Linked DNA regions of Mus musculus: regions 2 and 3 are each linked to region 1. Evidence: chromatin contacts called from public promoter capture Hi-C data. All regions are on one chromosome and are shown on one strand. Each heading gives the region's core, a stretch centred on a gene start, on an enhancer-like site or on the middle of the called end of the contact. The rest is flanking DNA. Distances are from core to core; before and after follow the strand shown. Region 1 holds the start of Pde3a (phosphodiesterase 3A, cGMP inhibited). Region 2 holds the start of Kcnj8 (potassium inwardly-rectifying channel, subfamily J, member 8). Region 3 holds the start of 5330439B14Rik (RIKEN cDNA 5330439B14 gene).

The links. Promoter capture Hi-C pulls out the DNA fragments that hold promoters and counts their contacts.
Region 2: a contact with region 1 is called in a promoter capture Hi-C map of pre-B cells, with 4 times the contacts expected there. The contact joins the promoter of Kcnj8 here to the promoter of Pde3a in region 1. A contact is called at or near these places in 4 of 39 promoter capture datasets (cranial neural crest, embryonic stem cells, hippocampal neurons and 1 more).
Region 3: a contact with region 1 is called in a promoter capture Hi-C map of pre-B cells, with 7 times the contacts expected there. The contact joins the promoter of 5330439B14Rik here to the promoter of Pde3a in region 1. A contact is called at or near these places in 2 of 39 promoter capture datasets (hippocampal neurons and pre-B cells).

Annotation. Positions count from the first base shown.
Region 1 is chr6:141,247,357-141,251,060 of GRCm38.p6, forward strand. It overlaps Pde3a (phosphodiesterase 3A, cGMP inhibited), which reads left to right and starts at 1,913. Exons shown (of 16, transcript NM_018779.2): 1 at 1,913-3,187. The coding sequence starts at 2,234. It overlaps Gm28523 (a long non-coding RNA gene), which reads right to left and starts at 3,299. Exons shown (of 2, transcript XR_378118.4): 1 at 1,821-3,299; 2 at 1-318.
Region 2 is chr6:142,569,542-142,573,593 of GRCm38.p6, forward strand. It overlaps Kcnj8 (potassium inwardly-rectifying channel, subfamily J, member 8), which reads right to left and starts at 2,073. Exons shown (of 3, transcript NM_008428.5): 1 at 1,643-2,073; 2 at 465-912. The coding sequence starts at 838.
Region 3 is chr6:142,612,200-142,616,246 of GRCm38.p6, forward strand. 5330439B14Rik (RIKEN cDNA 5330439B14 gene) reads left to right here and starts at 2,396. Exons shown (of 2, transcript NR_037679.1): 1 at 2,396-2,731. It overlaps Abcc9 (ATP-binding cassette, sub-family C (CFTR/MRP), member 9), which reads right to left. Exons shown (of 40, transcript NM_011511.2): 31 at 2,215-2,317.

The DNA.
Region 1 (3,704 bases), core at 663-3,162:
TTTCAGCTTTCTAGATCCCGGGGTTATATGTCCTGGCACTCCCAGATAGACTTTTAAAATTACTTAAAAGTTTTCTTTCTGCCTGTCTGTCCTTTTGTTTGTTATGTGTGAATATGTGTGAGTACAGATACCTGTGGAGTCCAGATGAGGGCATCAGATCCCCTGGAACTAGAGTTAAATGCAGGTGGCTCTGTGCCACCAGATGTGGGTGCTGGGAACTCCTTGGGTTCTCTGAAAGAGCAGTAGGGGCTCTTGATTGCTGAGCCATCTCTCTATTCCTTTCTCATCTTTTTATTCTTCTCACTCTATATTTCCTGCCTGTATGAAAAACAAACAAACAAACAAACAAAAAAAAAACTGGCTTTGTGCACTAGGTAACTCTGAGATTCTTCCATAGACTAGAATAGGTAGAGGTAGAGAAACACTAAGAAAAGCATGTTTGGGCCTTCAAGATGTCTCAGTGGGTAGCAGGGAAGGTGTTTACCATTAAGCTTAAAGACCTTAGCTTAGTCCTCTGGGCCTTGGAAAGGAGAGAGCTGACTCCCTTGAGTTGTCTTGTGATCTCTCACACAGACTTACACAAATAATTAAAATGTAGCTTTAAAAGATGGGCGTGGCTTCTCTGTGGCAAACAGACCTTCCACCTGGAGCAGAGTGTGAATGAGCCTTTGAGATGGGTTTCCAGCTATCCTGAGGGAGGGCACACTCTCATGCCCAGGATCTTCTCCTGGTTAAAAGCTCAGACAGAAGTGCCATTTTTCAAGAACATGAGCTAGCATGCAAGCTTTCATCCCTCAGAGCCATCCACAAATCCCAGCATCAGGGCTGCCAGGACCACCCCCACCCACCCCCTCTCTTTAGCTGGTAGGACCCATCTCTAGAAATGGAGTAGTCCAGCCCTGAGCAATAACTGCCATGCTTGAGCCTAGGGAGTTCCTAGGGAGTTCCCTTAAAACCCAGCAAGAGGCAGAACTGTGGCCCCTGCAGAGGCCTCTCTTGGAGTTTTAAGCACTCAGTTCCACTGTTTTCTCCCTTGCAAAAACAGCAGCCACCATGCATCAAAAGGAAAGATGATTATTTAAAGAAAAACAAGAAAAGGGCCTCACTTTCTTCCTGTTCCTACCGGTTACTCACCAGCTCACGGATCTCCCTCCTCCTCTCTGATACTGCAGCCTCTCCTCACACTGTGTTCTTGGGTGAAACTTAGCAACTTCTGCAATAGGTCTCAGTTCTTCTCTCTCTCCTTCCTTCCTCTCTCCCTTCCTTCCTTCCTTCCTTCCTTCCTTCCTTCCTTCCTTTCCTCCCTCCCCCTCTCTTCTCTCTCTCTCTCTCTCTCTCTCTCTCTCTCTCTCTCTCTCTCTCTCTCTCTCTCTCTCTCTCCTTCCTTCCTTCCTTCCTTCTTCCCTTTCATCCTACTTTTTGTCATGAACTGGGTAGAGAGGCTGGAAGGCTCTGCTTCCTACCTCTGCAAAACAAGGGGTCTGCATCCTGGGGCATCGCCCAAGCTCGGGGTGGGGGTGGGGTGAGGTCCGCCAAGGAGAGCAAGCGGGCGAGAGAGAGGAGAGATAAAGAGGAAAATTGGGAGAGGTAAAGAAAGAAAGGGGGAGGGGGAAAAAGGGGAGGAGGGAGAGGGAAGAGTCGGAGGGAGTGGGGAGACGGAGGGGGAGGGAGGGAGGGAGGGAGAGAGAGGGGAGAGAGAGAGAGAGAGAGAGAGAGAGAGAGAGAGAGAGAGAGAGAGAGAGAGAGAGAGAATGAATAAGAGAATATGCTGCGGGGGGGGGGGGAGTGAGGGAAGGGGGAAGGGGAGGTCAGACACCTACCGTCCCTGAACGCCCAAGGATGGCCTGAGCTCGCCCAGTGCCCCAGCCTGCCTCAGCATCAGCGGTCCCTGAGCACTCAGTGAGTTGAGCAAGTGTTAAAATCCCGAAGTAGGAAGAGACCCCGCAGGGTATAAACTCTGGCTGAGGGTGGAGCGGAGGACTTTTAAGAGAGAAAGGAAAGGAGAGAGGGAGAGGGAGAGGGAGAGAGAGAGAGAGAAAGAGAAAAGGAGAGGAGTGGGGGTTGAAAATTCCAAGGCTGATCCTGCTAGCTGCCAACTTGAAGTCTTCAGCTCGCACTCTTGAGTTCTCTGCAAGGCTGAAACTTCGCGTAGATCCGGAAGAAGTGATTCCGAGAGTGGGCTCGAGAAGAGCGCGGACGCGCGAGTGGGACGGGTGGGGGTTGTCCGCAGAGCATGGCAGTGCGGGGCGAGGCCGCCCAAGACCTAGCCAAGCCGGGCCTCGGAGGGGCGAGTCCCGCCCGTGTGGCAAGAGGGAACCACCGCCATCGTGGCGAGTCCTCTCCATCCCCTCGGGGCTCCGGCTGTTGTTGGAGAGCCCTGGCGCTGCAGCCGCTCCGGCGCTCGCCTCAACTCTCCTCGGCGCTGTGCGCGGGCTCCCTGTCCGTGCTGCTGGCGCTGCTGGTGAGGCTGGTCGGCGGGGAGGTCGGAGGCGAGCTGGAGAAGAGTCAGGAGGCGGCGGCCGAGGAGGAGGAGGAGGAAGGAGCCCGAGGGGGCGTCTTCCCGGGCCCTCGGGGAGGTGCTCCCGGGGGCGGCGCGCAGCTCAGCCCTTGGCTGCAGCCGGCCGCGCTGCTCTTCAGTCTCCTGTGCGCCTTCTTCTGGATGGGCTTGTGCCTGCTGCGCGCCGGGGTGCGCCTGCCTCTGGCCGTCGCGCTGTTGGCCGCCTGCTGCGCCGGGGAAGCGCTGGTGCAGCTCTCCTTGGGCGTGGGGGACGGTCGCCTGCTGTCGCTGCCCGCCGCGGGGGTCCTGCTCAGCTGCCTAGGTGGCGCGACATGGCTGGTGCTGAGGCTGAGGCTGGGCGTCCTCATGGTCGCCTGGACTAGCGTGCTTAGGACGGTGGCCCTGGTTTCTCTGGAGAGGTTCAAGGTCGCCTGGAGACCTTACCTGGCATACTTGGCGGCCGTGCTTGGGCTGCTGCTGGCCAGGTACGCCGAGCAGATCCTGCCGCAGTGCTCCGGGCCGGCTCCGCCCAGGGAGCGGTTTGGGTCCCAGTTGAGCGCGAGGACCAAGGAAGAGATTCCGGGGTGGAAGAGGAGGAGGCGGTCCAGCTCGGTGGTGGCCGGCGAGATGTCCGGCTGCAGTGGCAAGTCTCACCGGAGGACCTCCCTGCCCTGCATACCCAGGGAGCAGGTAAGCTGGGGCTGCGCCTTTGGGGTTGCTCCTGGGAAACTTGAAACAGTCAAAGTGCAGGGAGTGGGGCGCAAGCGGCCGGGAAGCCAGCCTGCCAAACAGTAAAACTTTACACTGTACTAAGAAAGATTTCTTTTTTCTTTTTCTTTTTTGCCCGTTCTCTGTCCCTTGGAGTAGTTTACAGCCAGAACAACAGAAAACAGGAAAAAGTAAAAAACAGAGTGGCCTTACCCAGACTTCCACAGCTGGGCCCTGTTTTCAAATCTCCTACACCTGGTTTTTGAGTCCCTGCGTTTCTTGAAGCATTTCTGCCCTCCCTGAATTTTTGGAAGTTATTTATTTATTGCAAGTGGCTTTCAGCACGTGCGTCTTCTATATTTCTGTGTCTTTAAAGAGATAATAATTTTTTTTTCTTATCAAGTGCCAGGTAAACAGTTACAAAAACTAGTAAGGAAGTTTCAGTAGCCAGGCAGGCATCCTGGATGGTCAGAGGCTGGACTCGCACTCCTGTTTTCGC
Region 2 (4,052 bases), core at 823-3,322, 1.3 Mb after region 1:
ATGCCAAAATAACCTTGATAAAGAAGGGCTTTTATTTACTTCTGTTATTTTATTTTTAGTGTATTTTAAAATTAAGACTGCTTTACAGAAAAAAAATATTTCTTGTATTTGCACAGTGCTTTGGATGGACTGGGAATATTTCCTGGTGCACACTGGACATCCTTGTGGTGAAAACGAACTGTGGTTTTTTTTTTTTGTTGTTGTTGTTTGTTGTTGTTGTTGGGGGGGGGGGAGTCAGGAATTCTTTGAACCCATCCAAGGTCAGCACAAAGAAGCAGTCGCACATTCTCAGAAACCTGTTGGTAAAACTACATTTACAAAGACTTTAATGTGCTAACTTCAACCCTGCACCCTGTATTTGCTTTTTGTTTCTGAACTGCCCAATGAAGACCCTTTATTTCACAATCGACTAGCTGAAAGAGCTTTTTATTTCTACTTTGCTGGTAACTCCATTTCATTCTTACCTGACATTGGTCACACAGACAGCGGACTCCAGGCCACTCTTCTCCATGGTGCCTTTCTCCATGTAAGCATAGATGTCCCCGTGGGCGAAGGCCACCAGCCACCACATGATAGCGAAGAGCAGCCAGCTGCAGAGGAAGGACATGGTGAAGATGACCAGCGTGTGACGCCACTTCAGGTCTACCAAGGTGGTGAAGATGTCCTGCAGGAAGCGACCTTGCTCTCGGATGTTCTTGTGTGCCAGGTTGCAGGCTCCGCTCTTGGCGATGAAGCGGGCTTTGGGGAGACGGTCGCGGATGCGCGGTTTGCGCAGGTTCTCCGCTGCGATGCGCGCCAGCACATACTCCTCCGGGATGATGCTCTTCCTGGCCAACATCTTCCTTTCACCATAGCCCGCCTATGCACCTGCCTGAACCTGTGGCTCCTTTCCTCCACACGCGTCCTCCTAGACTAGAGAAACGCTTATTAAAAACTGTCAACTTCATTTCCTCGTCTCAGGTATCTGTACAAAGGGATGCTGTTTTACACACATATTAAATTAAAGATGTGATCAATACAAAAGAGAACCCACTTTGTGTCTGAGGTCTGGGATCCCAGAGAAAACTTTTGATCAGAACCGGAGGAATCCCCCCCCCCCTCTCTCTCTCTCCTCCCTGCTCACTCTTGGAAATAACCGCTATAAGCAAATCTTTAAGCATTTTCTGTATATTCTTTTGTGTCTCGGGATTAGTCAGGCAAGCCTGAGGACGAAAATTAAAGGCCAAGTGGGTTCACTATCTACTTGCTAAACTATTTAGATAAAGTAGCAAGGTTAAAAGGAAAGATGGAGGGATTCTTTTAGTAGCAGCGAAGAAAACTGCTTCCTGTTCATTAAGAAAATATTAACTGTAATTAAAAGATACCAAACATTGCGTTTTCGAACTTGAAAATGATTGATATTAAATTGGAAGGATTTACGAGATGCGTTTTAAAAGGCAGCCAGACTCCCCGCCCCTCCCTCTGAACCTATATCATACTATATGCTGGAAAGTAATTTGCGACGCGGGGATTAGAGACACTGCTGAGGTCTGCAGTGGATTTGCACAGCTCGAGCCAATCTGGGTACACCTTGACTGTTTGGCTTTGGGCTGCGCTATAGCCGGCTTCCCCTCCTCTCCCCGGGAGGCGCGATGCAACTTACAGACTCGGGTTTGCGCTCCCGGCTGCGGCTTGAGCTCCGCACAGGGCGGGCTGGTCCCAGGCTCTCGCATCCCGGGAGCAGAGACCTCCCGAAGTGCAGATCCGGGGGATGTTGGTCCTCCAGAACTGAGTTAAGACTCTAGAAGGTGCGATCCATAGTGCACGCGGGGAGGAGGGCTGGAAGATGAGGGTTGGGTTTGGCTTCCCCCCTCCTGCTGCCGGGCCACGGGGAGGGCGGGGTAGGAGCTGGGGATAGAGGTGCTAGTGGCCATGCTCCGCCAGCTCCTCAGCCGCCTAGCTGGGGCCAGACCTCCGAGCGAGCCGGGGAAAGTGGAGGCGGAGGCCAGTCGGGGGAGCCGGGGAGGCAGGGAGCCGGCCAGAAGGGAGGGACCACCGGGGGAGGAGGCACCAGCCGAGCCAGCTCGGTTCCCAGTAGCCCGGATTCTGCTGCCAGACCGGCACACACATCTTTAAAAGGCTCGCTGCTCAGAGAACTTTCTGAGCCCAAGTTCACTGACGCAAAGAGATTTTAATTTATTATTTTTTAAAGTGTAACTTGCGGGGGGGGGGTATCACTGGGTTACTTCAGATGAAATAAAACCAGATAGAGAGAGTGTAGGTGTTTTGGGTGGGGTGATTGTGGGGTGAGCGTGGGGTGAGGGTGGGGTCCCTGCCCTGAACTTGTAAATCTATTCGTGTTAGAATATAGAGGGGTGGGAGGGCTGAAATCCTTTCGGAAAAAAAACCGATTTCACCAACTAAGACCAGTTTTCAGGCACTTAAAGTCACACAAAAGAAACAAAAAGGGAAACAAAGATAGAGACTAACAACAAAAACACCATCAACAGTCTCTTCCAATAAAGAAAATTTACACCCAGCAGGACGGCTAAGCAAAGTCCAGCACCACACCTGCCTTCGGGGCAGGCAGGCGCAGTCGCGGCTCCGTTTTGACTCTTGGCCGCAGGCCTCTCCCTCCAGTCTAGATCGTAAGAATGATAAGACTGCTCACTTGCGCACAAGAAAGATTATACAGTAAATGTCTTTCTATAGCTTTTGAGAAGGAGCGGGGGTGGGGGTGGGGGAACAAATGTGCTTTTTTTCCCCCCCGCCGGTCATCCTGCTTTTGGCGTTTGTATTAATGGAAACTTTAATTCTTGGAAATTTTATGTTTTCCAAGACTTGAGGGTCGGGAGTATCCGAAGTATAAACAGCATGTTAATTTACTAGAAAGACCTAAAATTAGTCTTTAATGAAGGAAAATGAAGAGCCCCCCTTCCCTTTTTCCACTGTGGGTAGATCTGCTTAACCCCTTGCATTCTGGAGGGCCTGTCCTGTCAGTGAGATTCTTTTTGTTTCCTTTGTTTTCTGCAGTAATTCATGTTGTAGCCTCATAGCAGCCATGCAGACAACATTTGTGCTGTGAGTTCTGCCACTGAAATACAGTTTGAAGTGCACCTTGCTGTGCAATTTACTGTCTACTAATTTAACACCAAAAACATTAAACTCTTTTTTTTTTTTTTTTCAGAAGACAGGGTTTCACATATTCTGAGTTGGCCTCGAACTTGCTGTGTAGCCTATGGTGACCCTGAACTTCTAATCCTCCTGCCTATCTTCCTTGTGCTGGGATCGTAGGTGTGTGCCATCATGTCTGGGGTTTGTTTTGTTTTGTTTAAGACCTTGTGCATAGACAACCACTCTACCAACTGAACTACACGGCTACTCCTCTGTGCTTATGTGATTTCATTGCTGTCCTTTGAAACAGGAAGTTGTTATGAAACCCAGGCAGACTGATAGTTTACTATGTAGCCCAGACACGATTCACATTCAAGGCAGTCCTCCTGACTCAACCTCGTGAGTGCTGGGATTAAAGTATCCAACTACTATGCCTGGTTATTAAACATGTAGTTTGTGTTTAGATAGCTAGGGATGTATAATCTGTGCCAGTGTTGATGATCTTAAGAGACAGACAGTGCTGGCAGAGATGTGATGTTGCTAAGATCTGACGCAATAAAGGACATAAACAAAACAGGAAAGGAGGAGCTGGAGAGATGACTCAGTCGTGAAGAGCACTGAATGCTCTTCGGGAGGACTAGGGTTCAATTCCCAGGACCCACAGGGTAGCTCACAACCTTCTGCAACTCCAGTTCCAGGGAAGTTAATGTCTACTTCTTACCTCTGTAGGCATCAGGCACACACTGGGTGCAAAGACATACATACAGCCAAAACAAAAACAAAAAAACAAAACAAACAAACAAAAAAACCCCACAGAAAATAAATGATAAAAATGTTAAATGTTAAATAAATAAAAAAAAAAATACAAAGCATGCCATGGTAATGGAGTCCCAAGCAGTGAAAACTCACATACCAGGGGAAGATTTGTGAATTGTTTGGTATCCAATCTAGTAGTTGAA
Region 3 (4,047 bases), core at 1,146-3,645, 1.4 Mb after region 1:
TCACTGGCCTCCGAGTTAGCTTTTGAGGGGTAATTCTACTCAGGAAAGTCCTCTAGTGAATCTCTGAAGTGCTGTGATATAAAGAATGCAAACAGAAGGTAAAATAACAAATATGTTTCATGCAATGTCTTTCAATGTGTCAAGGAGCTATGGAATGAAGGACAGAGTCTGCCCCTGCCATTTAAAAATGCAATCCCTTCTTTAGTCTGCAAGGAAACTGAATTCGTTTATACTCAGGTAGATTTGGTTGCTTTTTCTTGGTGGGGGTGGCGGTTAAAATTCTGGGTCAGACGCAGCCACTTTGAACTTGGCTGCTGTTTCTCTCCAGTTTGCCCTGCCCTTCCCTTTCCTGGCAGGCTCGGGTGCTGATATCTTGGTTTGGCTCTAAGAACAGGACATATGGTTTGCATGAAGATTCTTCTCCTACACTTGTCTGTGAACCTGCCATTGGGAAGTGCTAAGGGCAGCAGCCGTAGACATCTCACATCCAAGGAAAACGGCTTACCCCTAAATATCGCGCCTAATCTCAAAGCTAAGAAAGGCCAGACTCAAAGACAACTACTGTCATTGTCACATTACAGTTCTGAAAATCCACCCACAGAGATATTCTGTTAGTTCTACTATTCCAATATGATATTTCTCCCCAGAGAATAATGGGGATCTTTAAAAGAAGAAAGAAAACAGAAACTTCAAATAAAGAATCGTGGTCTAGTTGGAGTCTGGAAACCAAGCTTGGATTTTGTTATAGATTTTATGCAACCATGTATCTACCTTTCAGGAGTCTGTAACTCCTAAGTAACTCTGTCCCGATTTTTCCAGCCTTCACACCATCCTGAAAGATGCTTTAGTTGTTGTTTTTGTGTAACATAATTGTGCTCAGTTGGTCAATGAGCTCTCACTGACATGGTGGTAAAGGGAGGGTCTTTTCCACTGGTAATGAAGAGTCTCCACCACTTTTGCCAACCAATGAGAAGTCAGAGTAACTAAAGACATGGGCGGTGTAAGACTATCAATCTGTATCAATGTATTTTATGACCACTCTTGAACTTGGGAGTCTTCATTTTGACCCCTTTAAACTTCTTATATCATCTACCTTCTCTGGTTATGGGTTTGTTTTGTTTTTTTTTTTTAAATCTGCATCTGGTTGGAGATACAAATAATCTACAGCAGGGACTTAGATTAACTTGACAAACCCTACAGTCGCCTGGCTAGAGAGTTCCAGTGAGGGGTTATCTACACTGGGTAGTCCTTGGGCATGTCTGTGGGAAACTGTGTCCATTAAGTTAATTGATGTAGAAAGTCCTATACCACTGTGGGCAGTGCCACCCCCTAGGCAGGGGGTGTAAGAGTAGAGGAAGCAAGTGCGTGAGATTGTATTGCCCCCCCCCCCCTCTCTCCCTCTCCCTCTCTCTCTCTCCCTCTGCCCTTGACGGTGGTTATGATAGGACTAGTTCTTTAAAGTTTCTTCCTTGACTTCCCACAATGAGGGAGGCTAAGCAGGAATTGTAAGCTGAGATAAGCCCCTTTCTTCCCTCACTTGTGTTTTGATAGCATATTTTATCACAGCAACAAATCAAGCTAGACTTGCATACTAGGGCAATTCCGGCGCCTTCATTGTTATTTTAGGGACACGTCCATGAGGTACATGTTCTTATTCTTACTTTATAAGTGAAGAGGGATCTGGCACAGCAAGAACTTAATCTGGGACATGAAGTCCATACTGTGCCAGAGTCTGTGCTTATTCCTGTGTGTCACACAGGAGAGAAGACAGCAGTAGATGACTTAGTGGCTGACAGTTTTGTACTAACGTAACCCTCCATTGGCTTAAAACAAAAAAATCCACCTTCCCTTACAAGCTTGTCTGGATCAGTGAAGGACATCAGTGTACCTGGTCACTTGTCTTACAAAAAAAAAATGGCATTGTATAAATATTTACTATCCTGTGAACTTAGGTAGTTCGGAGGGTATAGAGAACACAGAGTGATTTTTGCTTTGGGGGCATTTTTGTGTGTGTGTGTGTGATTAGCTACAACATGAAAATAAATTTCATTTGGAACAAAACCAAACCTGATCTATTTTAAAGTCCAGTCAATGGAGGCCTGGTCCTGACTCTCCGTAGAAGGCTAGTTCCACCAAACATCTGCCTCTCCACGCGAAGCCTCCTGTCTGTTTGGTTTCCATTACGAAATCGCACAAGGAACATAATGAACGTACCGTCCTGACCTCCAGCCATCTGTTGGCTGCTGAGAGAAATAAGTAGGCAATGTTGTTCGTGTCTGTCAGCTCCAGCATGCGTTGCTTGAATCTGGTTTCATGCCTACAGAAAACAAAGACACCACAATGTTAGTCACCTAACAGGAGAATTAGAAAAAGCCAGTCACTGTTAACTACTGAATGGTTTGTAACAGAGTGACACATGGATGGGATGCGTGACAGGCGAGTGGACTCCAGAGTTGCTCTGCTGAGTTCTGGATAGAGTCCAAGAGGGCAAGTGTTTGCTCCATTTTCATGCTACAGCTATGAAAAGAAGCCATTGCGATGACAACTCTTCATTAAAAGTCACCACAGTATTGATGGATCCAATGTTGTGAGACTTGGCCTATGCCATCCGGGCTACAGAAATCACAGTATGTTCTACCTGTGTTTGAGGCATTTATTTCATTTTTCCAAATGATGTTGAGCTGGGCTGGATGAGAACCAATGGAGACAGAAAACCATACATTTACAACAGGTAAATATATCCCTTCAAATATATTCTTTTTCTTTGGCTCTTTTTTTTTTTAACCAAAGAAAGAAAGTAGGGTGCCAAGGAGCAGAAGATAGAGGGATCTTCTCACAGATGGCTGGCACAGCACAGGGTCTGTTTGCAGTGACCCTGTGAAAGCGAAGGAGATTTACTTTGGGTGATCTGAATAGAGACAGAGGGTGGGGAGAGGGAAGGGTCAAGCCAGGCTTCCCAGAGCACAGAAAAGATTGTCTTGGTATAGCTTTAGGGGTGAAGCTGGGTTTTGAGGGTGAACAAGGCACTGTAAATACTCTGAGTGGCATCAGAGAAAATCCTCCATCCTCTAGGGTTGGGAGATTTCTCACCCTAATAGTCGTGGTGATGGAGAGACATCAGATGTCCATGGGAAACTTAGGCTCATCCCTGTTGCTCAACATGATCAAACACAATTCTGTGTGGCTTACTTTACTAGCAGAACTAGCAATAACCTTCAACAAGCGTATGTCCTGTGTGAGCACGTCTCACCCTATACTTCCAACCCCTTGCACTACCATGTACAATGAATATATGCCATAGAAAGTTTGTTTTAAAAGTTAAGAAGACCCTTAAGCACTTGAACATCCTGGGTATGATTTCACACATACACACTAAAAAGAAAAAGAAACATATCTCTTCTACGTAACAAACATATCCTGACTTTGTAATCACTTTCCTTAAATAATAGACAAAACAGAGCTGACAAGCAACTGGTTTGAAAGTTGGTGCCATACCCAGCTGAGTTAGCTTCTTTCCTCCCTGTGGCCACAGCTGTTCTGACATAAGCCATCTATAGGTCATTTTGTAAGGAATTACTGACCCACTCACTAGTGAGCCCTACTTGCTAAAAGAATCCCCCCATTCCTGTAAAATCTTCCAGTAAAATTGCAAAACTTTTAAATAACTCATCACTTGTATCAAAGAACGAAGAAGTCCTGGGCGGGGTACATTTGGCCCACCATCAGAGTCCATACAGGCCAATATAAAGCAGATACTTGGTATCTCTCCAATCAATCTGACCATTCTAGTATGCCAAGCCAGAGAGATAATTTGGTGAGACAGCAGTGTCTGATCTACAACGATCAGAGTTTAGCAGTAAGAGCCAAACCATTACTTCAATTTGAGTTATGCAGCCTTGAACTAAATGCCACGTCCAGGGGGACCTATGTCAAAGAATGGCAACACCATGGCTTGGGACTGAACAGTCCAAGGAGCGTGTCTGTCTTCCACGTGACCTTAGGAGGGGTGACTATAGTGAGGAGCTAGAAGACAGAATGCCCTCTGAG